Regions from separate parts of the Salmo salar genome. Here region 1 is linked to region 2. A link is a contact called in public Hi-C data. All regions are on one chromosome and are shown on one strand. Each heading gives the region's core, a stretch centred on a gene start, on an enhancer-like site or on the middle of the called end of the contact. The rest is flanking DNA. Distances are from core to core; before and after follow the strand shown.

Region 1 (3,500 bases), core at 258-2,757, 150 kb before region 2:
GAAATAAGACACTGGAGCATTGGATATAAAATGTACAAGTGCTTGCTTGTAAACGTTAAAAGGGGTAAGAAATGACGTGCACCCAATGACACCCTCTTAGGTAACATTCGAGTTTGTCAATAAACATGCAAATATTTATTTATTCAGTATAAGGCTATGATATACTAATACAATAATGATGAACTGGTTTGATCCAGTCTTACACCCATGAGAAAGAATGTGTAAACAGATAATGTACATTAGTGAAGTCCTTTAAGTCTGTAAAGTCGATGGCTCTACGTGCATAATTGAGATATTTGAGAGCCAACAAGAGAACAGATATTGAGCTTATTTATGCTGGTTGACCAATGTCGTCCTGCGATTAGTACACTTGAACTTGATGTGGCAACAATTGGCATCCGCTGTTCACATGATTCAAAACATTTTGTTTTAGCTGAGCCACTTGATCCCGGAGTACACTTGCCGTTGAGGCCAGGTCAGTGTTTTGAGTTTTTAGGTTATTGACTTTGTCTTCGAGTCTGGATATCCTCTCCAGTTTCCTCTTTCGGCACTTGGACGCAGCAATTCTATTCCGCAGCTTTTTCCTCTCGGCTTTAATGCGCTCCTGTGTGTCCATGTTGATAGGCGACAGTGGTGGACTGTCGCCGAAGCTGTGCAAGTCAGGGACTGTCTGCGGCTCATCCTTCAAGGATTGCAACCGGGAATGTGCTTGTTGCTGCTGTGTGCCACCTAAATGGTGAGAGGGAGGAGGTGGGAAGGGTACAGTGTCTGTGGAGTAATTGACAGTGGTGCCCAAAGGTCCATTACCATAACTGTTCAAGTTCGTATAGACGGGTAAGTCCATGTGTACAGTGACAGGAGCCACGTTGGTACTTAGGTCGAGACTGTTCGTTTGAGCGCAAGTCCCCCCGTTCAGCTGGTTCTGTTTGTGTAAGTCCTCCAGAGCCTTGACGAATCCCTCGGCAAACTCCTGTTCGTCAGTTACTGACTTGGGGTAGAGGAACTGAGAGGTCGGTGTTGTTACGACCATTCCGTTGGACTGAATGAGGAGTCTCTCCAGCTCCGGGGAAGCCAGTTTCAGCAGCCCAAGGTCCTGGGAGTTGAGAATGCCCTCGCCGTCGCGGAGATGGGGCTTTAGATTAGTAGCATCTACAAGGTTTAAATGAATGTCATTCTTCATCATATTTTGGTAAAATACAAAATCTTAGATGACAGCAGCTGTAAAAAGTCAGCAGAGCCTTACGACAGAAAGAGGGGTTCCCATAACCTCTCAGTTGCTGAAGAGGAAACGATGCGTAATTTGCATAACATTAAATCAAATGCTCTTTAAAGTTTCCCTACCCCTTCTCCAAGTTCTGGGTATAAATCACCCTTTGCCTCAAAAATGTTGTCGTTTTTTGTTTTTCCTTGTTAATAAACAATAGATAAGAAACAGTCGATGGTTAATCTCTCGACTAGAGGGGTAGAAGTTCCAATGTGTGCGCTCCGCATGCTGCCGCTACCTTTTCTATCCTCGTAAATTCCATTATGTCACTTCAGAGCGCGCAGATTGGACAGAAATCACGTTTTTTCCGTGTTTTATTTGAATAAGGGGACGTACTAGCCCCATTGCCATGGAGAAGGCGGGTAAACTGCAAACACTGCGGTGCATTGTGGTTTGATGTCATAGCAAATCTTGGATGGAGGCGTGGGGGTTGGTCAAGGCTTGTTTTCTTCCCTGTTCTATTGCTTTTGCACAGTAACACAAGTCATTGAGTTCTGTTTGACAAATGTTTTTGCACTAAATACCCTATAACATTATTTTTTACCTTGTCCAAAAAGTGTGGTGAAAGAAGAAAATAGCAAATGGAGAAGATACTAGGACTAAGAGTGTGGTTTTTATAATAAGCTTTATAAAAACACATGATATATAATGACTATCAGTGTATTCAAGGTCACACTATTTTCATTAACTGATTGACACAGTAAAGGCATATACAATGTTATAAGGTAAGAGTGACCTACTCTTATTTTCAAGTTTCAAAGTTCATTCACCACAGGGCTGATTCTGACCCGAGTTAAGTGCAAGTAAATGAAACGTAATTCCCTTTTCATGCACTTTTCTCTCTAGGCGTATTCTGACCTTGAACTTATTGAACTTGTGATTCTTGTGATAATTGTGATTTTGCCATTGTAATTGTTTGTTAGATACATTTTAGACTACAAATGCTATGATCGTATGCTATCCATTTGTTTGTCTTTTTGTATGTTCTTTGTATGCCATTTTTTTAAATATTTGAGTTAACCAATGATATTAGGCCATACTTGGCCATGATTACAAACACCTGTGTGTCTCTTGACACTATATAAATGACTCATCTCGCAGTGTTTGATGATACCCTGATGAAGACAGCTTCGCTGTCGAAACGTTGGTGATTAAATTTTTGCATCTGAGCTCTTAGAGTGTGCGGCTTTCCTTTATTTTCTAGTGTTCTACTCCGCTAGCCAGCACCTCGCCTTTAAAGGTGTGCGTTTCTTTTTTCTAGATTGACCTTGAACTTAAACATGAGAATAGCATGCTATTTAACCGCTATTCGTTTGGCGTGGATATCTAATAAATGAAGGTGTGGCGGGGGTGTGTCTACAGATAATTCGTATTCTGACCTTGACTTAAATCCCTATTAATTCCACCACCTTAGTTATAGGCTACCTCTTAGTTATAGGCTACCTCTTAGTTATAGGCTACCTCTTAATTATAGGCTACCCAGACTTTCTCTGTTTCCTATTTCTATCATGTTAAATATTAGCCACTATCAGTATCGACCGTCGGTACATATTCAACTGCCAATTTACTGTTAGTTCCCTTCAGTTGTTACAGCTTACGTTATTATTCCATTTAATTATATTGTTTCGTTGACCTATATTTGCTTACCTCTGTAAACGCTGCCACGGCCGTGTGATTGTTGCTGAGGATTATTATTAACAGTTGATATATATATATAAAAAAAAGACATGTAGGCTAATTAAATCGTTATGGAGCGGAGCACAGACTCAACGAGCTACACAAAATACTCTGTCAAAGTGGAAGAAAAACTAACATTTATTTAAAAAAAATACAAATAATGAAAAATAAAACAGTAATATATTTTGATTAGATAAAGACTCAACCCCCTGAGTCAATACATGTTAGAATCACCTTTGGCAGCGATTAAACCTGTGAGTCTTCTGGGTAAGTCTCGAAGAGCTTTCCACACCTGGATTGTTCAACATTTGCCCATTATTCTTTTTTAAATTCTTCAAGCTCTTTCAAATTGGTTGTTAATCTTTCCTAAACAATAATGTTCAGGTCTTGCCATAGAATTTCAAGCAAATTTAAGTGAAAACTGTAACTCAGCCACTCAGGAACCTTCACTGACTTCTTGGTAAGCAGTGTGGTGCCAGGACAACAACCTCTCCCTCAACATCAGCAAGACAAAGGAGCTGATCGTGGAACACATGAAAACGGAGGGCCGAGCACGACC
Region 2 (3,733 bases), core at 1,137-3,636:
AGACAGCCATTGTGCGTTTGTCAGCTTCATTTGGGGCTGATTCAATTTATTTGTCACAAGTAGGTACGCAAGTCACCTTGAATTGTCTGGCTATTTGATTTGTTTTAATGTTTTTTGAGCTGTCCATGCCCTCATGAAGGCCTGACTATCAAACAAATTCAGACTGTCCTTTAGTCCTTTCTCTAAGACCCTTCAATTGTGGATTAACTTTACATCAAGGCCAGGCAATGTCTTTTTTTTAATGTTTATTTTACATAACAGTTCTGCATATGTCCCACAGAAAGCACCAAGCAAACAGTTTACTTCAGCTTCTTCTTGGGGCGCAGGTTGCTGGTGTGTCCACACTTCTTCTTGCGGCAGTTGACAGCACGAGGATGGAGGCGAGCGTAGCACCTGCAGCACAAAAAGGCTCAGAACTGTCCAAAGTGTGTAGTCCAGCGGCGTAAACCACTGCCAGCTAGCGCTCCAAATGGGTTCATTTGAACTAATACATTACTGATTAGCTACCCAGTCTTTTCAGACCTATGAAATCTGAATATGTGTGGGATATGGTTGACGTGAAACAGAATTAACTGGTCCATTGTCCAGTCATCCATTCGAGGGGACACTCACATCAAGGGCACTTAAGTTTTCCTTTAACAAAGTAACATTACTGCAGTTGCTGAATGTTGCATTTCCATCACCTCAATCCCAAATGTGCATTTAGGTTTCTTAATGGTAAATTGAAACTAAAAATAAAGGGTGAGTTTAAAGAAACGCTCCAACCTTAACTATTTTGTAAAAACAGTTGTTCATTACCGCCATCAAGTTGACTTACTTGCGGCAGATCATTTTGTCGCAGTTGTACTTCTGGGCCAGCTGTCTCAGAGATGGCTCAATGATGCCTCCACGCAGACGCAGCACAAGATGCAGAGTGGACTCTGGTGGGGAACAAACATAGTACTTTTGTACACATTTTAGCCAGTAGTTCTGAAACTAGCATGCGTAAGTCAAAAGTGGTCCCCAAAAATGTTGTACTACATCACATGTGCACCCTCTCGATCTGCTGTGCGTGCATCTTTCTAGCTGTCACTCAAATGGCAAGGGGCTGAAGCTCATTGGCTGAAAATAACTGTTAGGGGGCTGTCTCCAGTGGGAGAAAATAGCACACAAAGCTTCCAGAAAAAACTTTGTAGCTAGTTTAGGTAAAACAGTAATTATGCTCATAGATTATGCATGTATGAACTACACATTGACACATCCAGCCTGAAGCAGTTTTAGTATAGCACCAAAGTATGTCTTTAAAAAACACCTGTACCTTTTCACATAGGGCTAACTCATAACTTTGAGCAGCATTACATGCTCTCATTAAGTCACTCTCTTACCTTTCTGGATGTTGTAGTCTGACAAGGTGCGACCATCTTCAAGCTGTTTTCCAGCGAAGATCAGCCGCTGCTGGTCTGGAGGAATACCTGAGAATAGAAAGCATATTGATATGACCCACTAATGAAATCACTCATGCACAGTGCTAGTATCAAAGTGTAAAATCCACCTCCCCTTTGTAAATAAAACAGCCATACAGTATGACAAATGAGCTCCAATGAAACTTAAAATACCTTCCTTATCCTGGATCTTGGCCTTGACATTTTCAATAGTATCGCTGGGCTCAACCTCAAGGGTGATGGTTTTCCCCGTCAACGTCTTCACAAAGATCTGCATCTTGGCAGGCTGTTGGGAGAAGAATTGGTGCGAGTTGGTGGCAAGTTAGCGGATTTCTCTTTTAGAAGCTTGTTAACTAGCGGAGTCTGCTACTCCCTGGCACCAAGAATGGAAATCAACACACAATGCTATGGGAGTCCACAACTCAGTCATCAACGAGTATTAATCTCTTTGGAGGACAATAATGAACACGCTAGCTATCCCATCGGCAATCAGAATGAGCAGCCAACCACCTCGCTAACGTATTAGTAAGGCCTCTGCCACATGCTCGAGCTCGTATTTCAATGTTCATATTTACACGTCTAACATGTGATAACCAAATGGCTACTGAGACACGTATATGGTAGCGGACAGACACTGGTGTGTTTCTATAACTTTATAAATGCGTATTCTAGTCAATTTCCCCAAAATTGTTATGAACAAAAATGTGAACCCACCCGGTCGCTAGCTGAGCCTCAACGAAAAGAGTCTGTACAAGGCGGAAGTTATATTACATCACATCCTCTTCTGCTTCGCACCAGTTTTTTTTTTATTTGCACAAATCTGTTTGATTAATCCTGGCTCTACTAACAGCAAAATGTGGGGAAAGTTAGCTTCAGGGTCATATAAAGTTGCAATATACTACTGGTATCACTAAATTGTATCCTCAAACGAACACAAACGATCAGTCGCTTGGAACAGGTGTTAGATAACTGCATTTTACTGCCACCCTCTGGTGTGACTGAGTAAACTTATCTGATTAGGTCATTTAAATTACCATACCTGTCTCAAGTGTGTATTATTTCATAATTTATTTGACTATGTAATGTACAGTATGTATGAATTTATCAGTGGTGGGAGACATGGGGAAGACAGGTTCACGGTAATGGATGAAAATATGCCACAGTGAAACATTAACTCCATTTAAGTTTCTTAAGTTTCAAAACAACATCTTCCTAATTGCATGCATTGCCATGCAAACAGCGTTGATACTGTACGTGAACGTGAGGCAAGGCAAATTTAAATTGTAAGGTTATCCACAGAAATGCTATTATGAATAAAATACTTTTTTTTATGATATCCAATTGGTTGTTACAGTCTTGTTCCATCACTGCAACTCCCCTATGGACTCAGGAGAGGCAAAGGTTGAGAGCCAAGCATCCGCTGAAACACAATCCTGCCAAGCCGCAATGCTTCTTGACACACTGCTTGCTTATCCCAGAAGCCAGCTGCACCAATGTGTCAGAGGAAACACTATCCAGCTGGCAACCAAAGTCAGCTTGCAGGCACCCGGCCCGTCACAAGGAGTTGCTAGAGCACAATAGGACAAGGACATCCCAGCCAGCCAAACCCTCCCCTAACCCAGACGAGGCTAGGCCAATTGTCCACCGCCTCATGGGTGATCTGGTCACAGCAGACTGTGACAGAGCCTGGCATTGAACCTGGGTCTGTAGTGATACCTCAAGTACTGTGATGCAGTGCCTTAGACCGCTGCGCTACTAGGGAGGCCCTTGCATAAAAGACACTTGAGGCAGGGAAGTGTGTAGCTACCACTATTCAGGTGATGCTCTTCACTGTGGAATGGGTAAGTAACTTTCATTGCCTCCTATAAGCTTCTCTTTGCTACTGACAAATAAACACATAGCAGCAGACAATGAACATTCTCATTTCTGTTCATTCAGATCTTCATTCCATCACTAATTAACAGAAAATATCAACTGTATCACTCAGGGCTGTCATAATGCTAGGTGTATATGGTTGGCTACACAGGACAGAGATTTGTATTATGCACACAAAAAAATGTAATAGAATAGAATGATTAAAAAAAAGATAACCATAACAGGAAATGCACAGTGATGTAAGGAGAACGACAAATTGTAAGTAAGAACAGTCCAAGAAGTTCTATGGCTGTAAGCACATTGATGGGAAAGGACTTCCTTCAGTCAGCATTGCAGAACGGGGGCAAACATTGGTTTTGGATGAACCTTTATGCAAGGCCTGCCCCAGGCATAAGCGGTGGCTTAGGGCTTAGGGCCCCAGAGGTCTCAACTTACTA

The links. Hi-C and Micro-C count contacts between places; a contact is called where the count stands out from the background.
Region 1: a Hi-C map of gill shows a contact between it and region 2, with 4 times the contacts expected there. The contact joins the promoter of LOC106613630 here to the promoter of LOC106613625 in region 2. A contact is called at or near these places in 2 of 3 Hi-C or Micro-C datasets (gill and muscle).

Annotation. Positions count from the first base shown.
Region 1 is chrssa10:16,745,411-16,748,910 of Ssal_v3.1, reverse strand. It overlaps LOC106613630 (transcription factor jun-D), which reads right to left and starts at 1,507. Exons shown (of 1, transcript XM_014216089.2): 1 at 1-1,507. The coding sequence starts at 1,183. The coding sequence ends at 362.
Region 2 is chrssa10:16,595,397-16,599,129 of Ssal_v3.1, reverse strand. LOC106613625 (ubiquitin-60S ribosomal protein L40) reads right to left here and starts at 2,386. Exons shown (of 5, transcript XM_014216074.2): 1 at 2,136-2,386; 2 at 1,596-1,707; 3 at 1,365-1,451; 4 at 818-920; 5 at 229-393. The coding sequence starts at 1,698. The coding sequence ends at 300.